2 separate regions of the Arachis hypogaea genome follow, and region 2 is linked to region 1. Evidence: chromatin contacts called from public Hi-C data. All regions are on one chromosome and are shown on one strand. Each heading gives the region's core, a stretch centred on a gene start, on an enhancer-like site or on the middle of the called end of the contact. The rest is flanking DNA. Distances are from core to core; before and after follow the strand shown.

The links. A called contact is a pair of places that touch in the nucleus more often than the background predicts.
Region 2: a contact with region 1 is called in a Hi-C map of leaf, with 6 times the contacts expected there. The contact joins the promoter of LOC112715552 here to the promoter of LOC112715549 in region 1. A contact is called at or near these places in 3 of 8 Hi-C or Micro-C datasets (all in leaf).

The regions. Positions count from the first base shown.
Region 1 is chr10:33,827,245-33,833,798 of arahy.Tifrunner.gnm2.J5K5, reverse strand. It overlaps LOC112715549 (zinc finger protein ZOP1), which reads right to left and starts at 1,421. Exons shown (of 5, transcript XM_025767319.2): 1 at 955-1,421; 2 at 241-441. The coding sequence starts at 963.
Region 2 is chr10:34,036,956-34,043,350 of arahy.Tifrunner.gnm2.J5K5, reverse strand. It overlaps LOC112715552 (polyadenylate-binding protein RBP47), which reads left to right and starts at 3,404. Exons shown (of 6, transcript XM_025767323.3): 1 at 3,404-4,597; 2 at 5,500-5,983. The coding sequence starts at 4,169.

The DNA.
Region 1 (6,554 bases), core at 172-2,671:
TTATCATCTTTCTTTTTTAACTTTTTCACAACAAGTGCTATCCCATTTATTTCAAATGTAATGATTACTAATTCACAAGCAAGCTTTCCAGTGAAACTAGACAAAAGGCATATACACAGAAATAAATCATACGCTTCTATATCAGAAGCTAGCATATACTCAAAGGGTTTTTGAAACAATGGACGAAAGAGCCAGGTAAGCATCATTTTAACCAATAAGAGAAGTGTAAAAAGATTTTACCGCTTCAATTTGCTCAAGGGCGCGAGCTGTTTCCTTCTGCTCTTTCTCCTTAGTAGCATTCTCCTTTCGCATAACAGCTAGCCTCTTGGCAACATTGTCTTTGTGGCGTTGACCAAGCTCATGATTTCTAATGCTCGAAGGATTGTTCGATATATAAATTTTACAAAAGTCACACCATTTGTTACCCTGGCTCACCCAGTACTGAGAACAAAAAAAATAAAATGTAATCAATAACAAAGTGCCTCCAATCAAAATCCATTACAACTCACAAGTCTAACTTACACACATCATAAAAGTGAACAAATCACCACATCTCAATAATCCACATTAATATTTGCATTCTTCTCTAACGAAGGAAGCAGGATCATATAATGCAAACAATAGAACTACCTTCGGTTGAAAATATTTGTTGACTTGACAACATTAGTAATCAGAAGTCATATCATATTAACAATGTAGTGAAATAGACACAGCTTACAGTTTCATCAACCTACACTTCTGTGAATTATTATAATTTACAAAACCAAAATAATATTACATTAATTTGGCTTTTAGGTACCAAAGCTGGCATCTAGTATCACAACTGAGAATTAACACGGGAAAGGTAATTTTGAATGCGGGAACATAGAACGTAAATTTAAAAGAAAAAATAGAGAAAGCTAAAAGCATGGAATATAATTAGAGAAATTAAATTAATAAAAATTGGGCATTTACTTCCGTCATGGCAGTAAATTAGGGTTCCGAATAGGAGGGTACGAAGAGATTTTGGAGATGTAGGTTAAGCTCTGAAAAGCTTGGAGTGGTTGGAACTTTGAAACTAGGCGTCTCTAAATGTCTTCAACTTTCAAAACCTTGACAACGAAGAAGAGGAGCTCGAAAACTCGGTCCGAGACGTGAGAGACACCGCAATGACGGAAACGAACGACTGCATCGGCAAATTCTTTAATGGGCCTGTGCCAAAATAGAGTCAGGAAGAGAGTTTTCTAGGCCCAAAAAACATAAAGGTCTGACCAAAATGAAAAAAGAATCATAAGCCGCCAACGGGTAGGAGGCCTGATTCAAGTGGCACATTATATGCCGCTGAGCCTTTAGTTGAATGGCAAAATATAGTGTTTTTTAATATTTTTCATCTGGGATCGATCCTTGGCAATGATGGAGTAATAGATGACAAAAAAAAAAAAAAAAATTGACATATCATGTGTCTACCAAACAACTACATTCGAATTCGAATTTGAATTTGAATTTGGCTTTAACCGTAGTGAACCAAAAAAAAAAAATCCATATAATATAATGTGAATTTTTATTTAGTATATGTTTCAACTTTTAAGATAGTCTTTCCTAATTAGAATGGGCAAATACGAAAATTATCAATTCTAATTAAAATATAAAAAAATTTCTAACTTACAATTTTTTATTATTAGGCCAATATTTTTAATTTAATTATTTTTATTTTCAATGTTCTCTTCATATGTAAGAGAAAAGAAAGAGAGACAGGAAAAAAGAAGAATACTGCGGAAGAAGAGTAAAAAAAAATGAAAGAGGAGAAAATCAAAATATAGAAAAAGTATAAAATGATAAAAAAGTAGAAGAGGTAAAGTAACAAAGAGCAAAAACAAAGGAGGAGGGAGTGAAGAGAAAGGACAAGGACAAGTAGAAGAAAATAAATTCAGAATTATGAAGGAAAAATAAGGATCTAATCCAAAATACTTTATTAAGTTTGGGTCTACAAGTTGTTCTTCTTCTGTGTTTTATCCTAACAATTAAACATGTTTTGTTTTTTGAGTAAATGTTCTATTTGGTCTCCGAAATTCAAATTGCATATTAATTAAATTCCTGACTTTCATAAATGTCCAACTACGTCCCTTAAATTGAAAGACGTGAGTCTCCATTTGTTCTCGAGTAAACTGCCATCTTAATAGTGCTTCCGTCTTAATAACCCCTTAAATTCCTGACTTTATGCTAATAATATAAAAACGACGTCGTTCAAGGAGAACCCACCTGAAACCTGCCTCATCCTTGCTGAGACCTGGAGTTTCCATCTCCCCTCTCTTCTTCTCCATCACCCTTTATTCCAAGAAGACATTGCCACAGAAGACTCCTTCACCACATGTTGCAAGATACCGAGACCGATCCTCACACTCTGTGCCCTTAACCATCTCCTGAAGTCATGGTTGTTGTCGCATGGGCATTGCCACGCAAGGCCATCACCGTGCCTCCCCCGATTTGAAAAATCAGAGTATCGTCTTCATCGGTGACCCCTAATTCAACTTGGAAGTCTCTTTGGCCTCTTGTCCGACTGCACGCCGTGTCCTTCTCCCTGAAGATGTCTCTGCTTCGGCGCTATTGTGACACCGCTCCTCTCCTCCAGCGGCAATTTCACGTCTGCGGTCATTTATAAAAGTCAGGAATTTAATTGATGCACGATTTGAATTTTGGAGATCAAATGGGGTATATACTCTTTGTTTTTCTATACCTTTGTGTTCAATTTTTTAAGACAAATTAAACATCCGTAAGAGTTTGTGACAAATTCCTGAAGGAAGTGAATTTGAATCTTCTTTGATAACATAATAGACAATTTCTAAGTACTTCCATAAACACTCATTGGAGGTATACTTGATTTTGATGAGTTGATCGAGATAATTGAATGTTAGTTTTATGGAATAATTTGAAGTTCGCTTAGTATATGATGGACTTGAATTGTGTAGTAAGAATACTAATGATAATTTTAATGAAGGAGTGATCTGGATGAATGGTTTGAGAAATTTGATAGTTATATTATTGATGGGTTAAGGAGAGAGTACAAAGGCTAGTGGAATTTGATATGTTTGTTAGTTAGTTACTGTTCCGGCTCAACCCATCAGCGACCCGGGTCCGGGCTTGAGTGGCTGACCCGACGGGTCATACAACCCGAGCCAGGAAGGGACCTGCCTTCCCTTCCTCATCCATGTGGAACCTGGACAGCTAGCAGAAGCTTCTAGGAAGGTGGGCCTGACCACAAGGGGTCCACCTGAGTACGGACTATAAGAGGAGAGGGACCTACCCCTCCCCAGAGGTACGTCACTTACTCTAACCCTAAATCACTGCCTCTTGTACCGATACTGAATTGAGCGTCGGAGTCCTTGCAGGTGGCCCTACCACATTGTCACCTCGCGGATCCCAGCCCGCAACATCCTCCAGACTCGCAGCTTGTGCTCAGGTCCTAACCCCTTCAAGTCTCTACTCAGCATCAGTTCGTCCCGATCCACTACACACCCGAGCAGACAAAACATTGGCGCTGTCTGTGGGGACCTGACACAGATGGATTTCCTTCTGGGAAAAGAAGAAGAGGAGGCACGCGAGGAAGTGGGAACTCGCCAGATGAGTAGGTTAGCTTCTGTCGCCTCTTCCCATGAGTGCACGGGAGCGTGATCCTGTAGAAACGACCCACCCTCCAGCTCCCACGAGAGACGTCTGATAAACCCATATTTTATGATATATTTTGTGCTTAGTTTGAGTGATTTATTCAATCCTTCACCCACTTATTCATATTAATTGCATGGTTTTACTTTTCCTTCCTTATTATGTGATGTATGTGAAAAACATATTTCCTATGCTTTAAAATTAATTAATTTAATTACCCTTTATTATCATTCGATGTCGTGATTTGTGTGTTGAGTAGTTTCAGATCTTTTAAGGCAGGAATGACTTAAAGGATGCAAAGGAAACATACAAAAATGGAAGGAAAGCACAAAACGGAGTTTCTGAAGAAACTGGTAGCGACGCGACCGCATGGACGACGCGGCCGCATGCCAAGCGTGAAGAAGCAGCGACGCGGCCGCATGACTGATGCGGCCGCGCACCTAAAGAACACCTATGACGCGGCCGCGTGACTGACGCGACCGCGCGACAAGGAAAGCTCCAATTGACGCGACCGCGTGACCCACGCGGATGCGTAACAGAGACCACGCACCAGAATTTGCAGAAAGCGTTCATAGCAAATTCTGAAGCCCTTTTTGGCCCAAATCCAAGTCCAGAAGGTATAGACCAGAGGTTATGAATTGGGGAAATGCATCCATTCAAAGACTCTCAAATTTTAGTCACAATTCATGATTTAGATTTAGTTTGGAGAGAGGTTCTCTCCTCTCTCTCTTAGGATAGGGATTTAGGACTTCTCTTAGTTTTAGGAGTGACTCTCGATCCCAGGTTCAATGTTTCTTTTTATTTACTTTCTCTTTTATTTGTCTATGAACTTTTCCATGTTACATTTGATATTTCTATTTAATATGATTTGAGGTATTTTCAGATTTATGATTGCTTTATTCTATTTATGATGTCTTCAATTTAATTTAGAATTTTCCCTCTTGCTTTGAGTTAAATAATTGGTAACTCTTGAATTATCAAATAAAGCAGTGGTTGAAATTGGCAGATCGCTCTAAAGCTAGTCTTCCCACAGGGATTGACTAGGACTTGAGGATCAAATTAATTATTGCACTTGATTTTCCTTTGCTTTAGTAAAGGTTAACTGATGAGCGGATAATTTATACGCTTTTTGGCATTGTTTTCATATAGTTTTTAGTAAGTTTAAGCTACTTTTAGGGATGTTTTCACTAGTTTTGATGTTAAATTCACATTTCTGGACTTTACTATGAGTTTGTGTGTTTTTCTGTGATTTCAGGTAAATTCTGACTGAAATTGAGGGACTTGAGCAAAACTCTGAAGAAGGCTGACAAAAGGACTGCTGATGCTGTTGGAATCTGACCTCCCTGCACTCGAAATGGATTTTCTGGAGCTACAGAACTCCAATTGGCGCGCTCTCAACGGCGTTGGAAAGTAGACATCCAGAGCTTTCCAGCAATATATAATAGTCCATACTTTATTCGAAAAATGACGACGTAACTTGGCGTTGAACGCCAAGTACACGCTGCTGTCTGGAGTAAAACGCCAGAAAAACGTCATGATCCGGAGTTGAACGCCCAAAACACGTCATAACTCAGAGTTCAACGCCAAGATATGCCTTAGCACGTGAATTCATCAAGCTCAGCCCAAGCACACACCAAGTGGGCCCCGGAAGTGGATTTATGCATCAATTACTTACTCATGTAAACCCTAGTAGCTAGTCTAGTATATATAGGACATTTATCTATTGTATTAGACATCTTTTGACCACTTTAAGTCTTTCATTATTCGGTCACTTGATCATGGAGAGGGCTGGCCATTCGGCCATGCCTGAACCTTTTGCTTATGTATTTTCAACGGTGGAGTTTCTGCACACCATAGATTAAGGGTGTGGAGCTCTGCTGTACCTCAAGTATTAATGAAATTCTATCTTCTTTTATTCAAATCTCTCTCTTATTCTTATTCCAAGATATTCATTCGTACCCAAGAACATGATGAATGTGATGAGTCAGATTACCCTCATTATCATTCTCACTTATGAATGTGCGTGATTGACAACCATGTCCGTTCTACATGCAACAGAGCTTGAATGCGTATCTCTTAGATTCCCCAACAGAATCTTCGTGGTATAAGTTAGATAGTTGGCGGCATTCATCTGGATCCGGAAAGTCCAACCTTGTCTGTGGTGTTCCGAGTAGGATTCCGATCATGAATGACCGTGACGTGCTTCAAACTTTAACCTGCTGGGCGTTGGTGACAGACGCAAAAGAGGGATTCTATTCCAGTAGGAGCGGGAACCAACCGGTGATTAGCCGTACTGTGACAGAGTGCGTTGCATAGTTTTCACTGCGAGGATGGGATGTAGCCATCAGCCATGGGTGATGCCTCCAGACTGGTTAGCTGTGCGAGTGACAGCCGCACAGGTTATTTCCCCGTGAGGAATGAAAGTAGCCACAGTTGATGGTGAACCCCTATACAAAGCGTGCCATGGAAAGGAGTAAGAAGGATTGAATAGAAGCAGTAGGAGAGCAGGCGTCCTTGGGCTCTACAACATCTCCATCCGCTTATCTGAAATTCCTACCAATGAATCTGCATAAGTGTTCTATCCCTTTTATTATTTATTTCTTTTTATTATTCCTATCCTCAAACCCATAAATAATGTTTAATTTGCCTGACTGAGATTTACAAGGTGACAATAGCTTGCTTCATACCAACAATCTCTGTGGATTCGACCCTTACTCACGTAAGGTTATTACTTGGACGACCCAGTACACTTGCTGGTTAGTTGAACGAGATTGTGAAGGAAATAAACAATGCCCTCAGAGTATACATCCTTTATAAATACATAACAAGTGATCACAATTTCGTCCACCATTAACTAAGTGGGATTAAAGTCCAATTCTCATCACAATTGATAAGGATAGGACTTCCAGTTCTAA
Region 2 (6,395 bases), core at 2,155-4,654, 210 kb before region 1:
GAAAAGTGGATTTATAAAATCAAGCTTGAAAACTCTTTCTCTCAATTCTCATGATTATGGATATGGATTTGATAAGTGACATTGAATCAATTCTATCTAGATCTTGAAAAATTGGGTGGTGATAAGTCAAAGAATGTGTTTCATCTCTTCTCATGTGCAATTGATAAAAGAATTAGCAATTGATCAAGTCAAGAGAAATTGAATTACCAAGGAATTGGAATTCAATTACTTATAATTTGTCAAGAGATTAATGATTGCACGACTGAAGTGGAGATGAGAGCTACTGATCATGAGGACTCAACATTTCTCTACCCCAATGTTCTTCCCATTATCATCTTCTTACCTTACTTTAGAATTGCCTTTAATTGATATATTTATATTGATTCTTTTCCTTGCACTTTACTATTGCTTCTACTCACCTTAATTCTTGCCATTTACATTCTATTTATTTATATTCTTGCAATTTAAGGTCTAGTCATTTACATTTAAGTCATTTATTGCTTTCATTTACTTCTTTATCAAGTCATTTATATCTTAGCTTGTATTACCAATTGTTCATTATCCAAATTTGAATCGTCTAACTAGAATAATCAATTAATCATTGCTTGCTTAATCCATTAATCCTCGTGAAAATGATAACCCATTCGCCGTTGTATTACTTGATGCGACTCGGTGCACTTGCCGATAAGTTAAGCATAGAAATCTAGTTTCATGCTATCCCTACCATATCCAAGAACAAAATACAATTATACTCACCAATCACATAGAACAAGATAGAATATAACAGAAAATGAACATAGTCAGACGTATTGGTCCCCAATGAATTATATTATCAGTCGGATTAGTCTCTAAAAATGATTACATTTTGGTATTTTGTAAGACAGGGATCAATTTATCGTCGATCGATCCTACGTGTCAGTTAACATTTGACTCATTTAATTAACGTGCTACGTGGGATATGTTGTTAGGATTTGACGACTCGAGTTGATGGGGACCAATTTGACTAATGTTAATGGTTGTTAAGGACTTATGAAACTATTAAAAATTATTACAGATTAATACGTCTGATGTGGACTTTTTGGGGATTAATTTGAATAAATACTCAATAAAAAATATTACTATTATTAATAAATACCAACATAATTAATTATTAAATGTTGATTTATGTATAATTGACTATATAATACTTTTGTAAAATATAATTGAAAAGAAAGACATACAAATTGGCATCAGAATATACTTTGCCACTCTGGACGTTAGAATGTAAGTCGTTATAGAATTAGAATTATTGGTTATTGATTATTGACTCACGAAAATATAAAAAAAATTATAATAATAATTATTATAAAGATATGAAATAGAATGATAAAATTATTGACAAATATCAATAATCGTTAAAAGTTAATTTGCCTATGAGTGATTATATGATATTTTTCTAAAAAATTATTAAAAACATATGCAAATTAGTATCCGAATAAGCTAGCTCAGTATACCTAGGATTATACTAGTCCTGTTGTAAAATAATATAATAATATATAGTAGTTAATTTAATAGCTAGTATTTTGTAATAATTTTTTTTAGATTTTTTATTTAAATTAAATAAATATAAAAATTACAAAAATATATAAAATATAAAATAATTACTTAAATGTACAGCGTATCACATCTTGAGTATTGAAGGAGGAATTAAAAAATAAGCATATCTTAAATACTCAAATTCCATTCTATGATGGAACGACGGCTAACGTATCCAGAATACACTCGAAATACGTGTTAAGCATAGAAAAGGGTACTAAACATCCAAGATGCGTGTAAATACTGAACACGGTCTCAATATCCGAGATAAATCAGTAACATGTACTAGCAATAATCTAAGAACATCGTGTATAGTTATATAAAAAAAACACATAGTAATACTACATAAACTATGGCCTAACTACTAATGCCGGTCGCCAGGATGGTCTAAGTGGTGTCCCATCTCACATCCATGAGGACGTGTCACTCTTGGAGACCTTGTTGGCCGAGGAAAAACAATTGGGTGGCTCACAGTGGAAGGTGTCTGCTATGTTAGTGGTGGTATTTCCCCATGCATGTGTGGACGTGGTGGAGATGGAAGCGATACTGATCCAGTTATAGGTGGATATGGTGGTGGTGGTGGAACCTGGTAATACGATGATGGGTGCTGATCCATATTGATGCGATGGTGGTAGTAGAGTCCGGTGATGTGATGATGGCATCTGATAGCCTATTGGATGAGTTGTATATAGTCCAAATCATATTCAATGTGGTGCTGAATACCTAGACCTATCGATGAGCCAGGTATGTCGGTATGGTCTCTCTAAGTTCAATCACGATTTGTGTACTGATCCATCGCATCCCCAGATACACCCACAATCTGGAAACATGTCATCGATGTTTATTTCAACGTCTAAGCCAATGTCAAACTGGGTCTACTCTCAGGCAACTCTATCATCCTGGTGATGAGCAGTGCTGGAGCTACCTGGGATGAGGGTCCTGGCTATGTCCGTCTCATGCCCAGCAAAGAATCCCGATGAGAAAATTTCTACATGTGTAGCTGTCGTAGGATCCTCCGATATATCCTCCAGCTATGCATACTCAGCCTCCTTATCTGACAGCTAATTATCTCCCTCAGCACACTATTATATTTATTTGACTTAAGTTAAAATTAATTATAAAAATATTATAACATACTATACATACCTAAGTTAATATAGAAGTTCTAACTAACAAAATCAAAATATCTGACACATTAACTAAATTAATAAAACCTAAACACCTAACTTAATTATTTATTGAAAATAAAATGGAAAAAAATTAACTTTAAAATCCAAAACTCCAGTTATGTGCTAACTGCCAAGTCGCATTTAGTCTGTTGATATTTCTGTCGCAAATATATTATCGGAGAGCCATATGTACTTCAGGAACTCGAACTTAAGCTGTTATAAAGTTACAAAATTCCTAAAAATTATTCAAATGAACGAAAATCTCGACTACTGTGGCATTATATATGTCTCGAAGCATATCTTGGGTGCTGAGACTCGTATTAGGCTTTTGAGTGTATCTCGGATACTAAAACCTTGTTCAACGTTTACACGTATCTCGGATGTTCAGTTTTCGTTTTTCTGTTTAACACGTATCTCGAGTGCACCTTGAATACGTGAATCGTCATTACGTCACCGGGATCTAAGTACTCGAGATGTAATACGTTGTGTATTTAAGTAATTACTTTATATTTTATGCATTTTCGTAATTTCTATATTTATTTAATTTAAATAAAAAATTCCTTCTTTCTTTAAACTTTAAAGAAATCTTAAAATAAAAATAAATATCATCCGGAGAAATAGAAATATTACAATAAAATTCAGTAAATTTAGGATTGATTTGTTAAAATAAAGAAGATAAGAGAAACTGAGAAAGGAAACAGATTTTTTACCCGGGTAGATATAATTTAAAAAATAATAATAAAAAATCATTATATGATTTCACCCGTGTATTCTTATCAACACCCCCAACCCAATAATATCCAAGAATAAAATAAGATTCATCCTGGTAGATAGATCATAGATCATAGATAAGTGATAACCCTAAAACAAAGGTAACGGTCATTCATGTGTGCCACTGCCAGCGTATCCATCTTACGAGCTACTGACGTGCGCAACAACTGAGTAACTTGGAGAGCAGCAAGTGGGAGAACAGAAGGAAGAGAAAGAAATAGCAGCCACTTAACGAGAGCCGTCGATTATTTTCTACTGGACCCCACACACATCACAAGACAATTGTCAATCTTCACGGACGGCTTAGACGGACGTTATAACCGAGGTTAACGCTCGTAAACCCCCCCCCCCTCTTTCTCTCTCTTTCCTTTTCTCTCTCCCTCCAGATCCAAACCCAACCCAAAGAAAGTGCGCGTGTTGTTATTTACTTGATTTAAAACCCAACCCTACTACCACCGTAACCCTCCTCTTCTTCGTTTTTGGTCTCTACACCCTGGTTGGACCAAAGTCCTCTCTCTTTCTCTCTCTCTAACATCTTCTATTCAAGAGACTCATAGAGAGAGAGAGAGACAGAGAAACACTAATCAAACCATATACACATATATAGATAGATAGATAGATATAAACTTATTGTTTATAGCTGTTTGATTTGAATGGCTCAAGCAACGAACGGTGGGGATCTGAATCAGAATGGACAGCAGCAGAGTCAGCAGCAGTGGGCGCAGCCGCATCAGTATCAGCAGCAATGGATGGCCATGCAGTATCCAGCAACCGCCATGGCCATGATGCAGCAGCAGATGATGATGTACCCGCAGCATTACATGCCGTATGTTCATCCTCACCATTACCAGCCTCCGCCGCCGCCGCCGACCGCTCACCACCACCACCAGCATCATTTCAAGCAGCAGCAGACTCCGCCGCCGTCGTCTCAACCGCCGCAGCAGCACCACAACAACCACCATGGCCAGCAGAAGCAGCAATCTGGCTCCAACGGCGAAGAGATCAGGACGATCTGGCTCGGCGACCTTCACCATTGGATGGACGAGAACTACCTCGTCAATTGCTTTGCTCACACCGGCGAGGTATAACTCTCTCTCTCTCTCTCTCTCTCTCTCTCTCTCTCTGGATTTAATTTAAGCTTGTTGCTTGGTTTTGGATTTTGATGGATTCAATGAGATTCTCGTTTTGGCATAATTAATATTATTATCTCGTGTGTTTTGTTAGATGCAGGCAATTATAGTAAAGATAATTCTCTTTCTTACTGAACTTTGCTGTTTCACACTATGTAGTGTAATTAATCCCTCCGCGTTTGAGATATTCTGTTTTGGTATAAATGAACTTGATTTATAACGTGAAGTGGTGTGTATGTACAGAAGTAATTTTTCACATTTGATTCTGACTTCAGATTTAACTGTCAACATGTGTTTGATGAACCGTACATTTTTGTGCAAACAGCAGATTACAGATTGGCTCTCTTTGCTATAACTAGTGACAAGTGAGTTAGTTGAGCTGGCATCTAATCTAGACTTCACGTTTATGTATTGTGTGTCCCTTGATAAATTTTTTGTCTCGTTGTCTGTGATTGCTGGACTAGGCTGATGTAATTTAAGACATACTTCCGTTTTAGTCTTTGGTGTTTGTTACTGTAAGATGTCTAGGAGTTGCCATGGGGTGGTCCAAGTGGTCCCCTAATCTGAAGGCTGAAGATGTAGGTCTGTTGAGACCAAGCTTTTTATTTAACATAATGCATTTGCGATCTCTTAATTGCAATGTGGAAACAAGTGTAACAAAAGTCAAATCGGCCCAATCTTTGATTCCTCCTTTTGTAAATGACCATGTGTTGAAGATTGCCATTAACATCTAGTCATTACCTTTTAGGGGAATCCCTGAACCTTTTAAGCTTTTGCGATTCCTATTTTCTCAAATTTAGTGCTTCACTCAACAAAGCTACTTGAATTTTGACATTGTGTTATCTTATTTGCAGGTTTTATCAGCCAAGGTCATACGAAATAAGCAGACAGGTCAGTCAGAGGGATATGGATTCGTGGAGTTTTATTCACGAGCAACAGCTGAGAAAGTTTTGCAGAACTATAATGGTACAATGATGCCAAATACAGATCAGGCATTCCGGCTGAATTGGGCTACATTCAGTACAGGCGATAGGCGATCTGATGCTGCTACTTCTGATCTCTCTATATTTGTGGGGGACTTGGCTATAGATGTTACTGATGCTATGCTGCAAGAGACTTTTTCTAGTAGATATTCATCCATTAAGGGAGCAAAAGTTGTAATTGATTCTAATACTGGCCGTTCCAAAGGTTATGGTTTTGTTAGGTTTGGTGATGAAAATGAGAGGACAAGGGCAATGACTGAAATGAATGGCATTTATTGTTCAAGTAGGCCTATGAGAATAGGTGTTGCAACACCCAAGAAAACTTATGGCTATCAGCAACAATATTCTTCACAAGGTTTGTTAATTTTTAATTCACGTTGACCCTATATTAATTTGGTATGTTCACATCATGCTTTCCTTTTTAAGCTAGTTGATCATTTATGTCTATGATGAAATTTGTAAGTAATGCATGATATACTATTTGTAAAACATAGTTCAAGTAGAGTTGTTAATGCTCGTATCAAATGCCTTGCATCGTCTATTTGTATGGTTTGATAATTGCTTATTTGATATTTCTGTTTTTGGCCTTCTATTTTCTGTTCCTTTGTTTATCAACTGTTACATGTCTCCAATGTCTAAATGGTAAGTCCGCTGTTTCTCTCACACCTCAATTAATGTGTTGATGAATTTTAATGTACGGATATCTTTTTTGGTTTAAAAAGTTGAGAAGCTTGAATCCATGATCACACTGAAACATGCATTGGTCA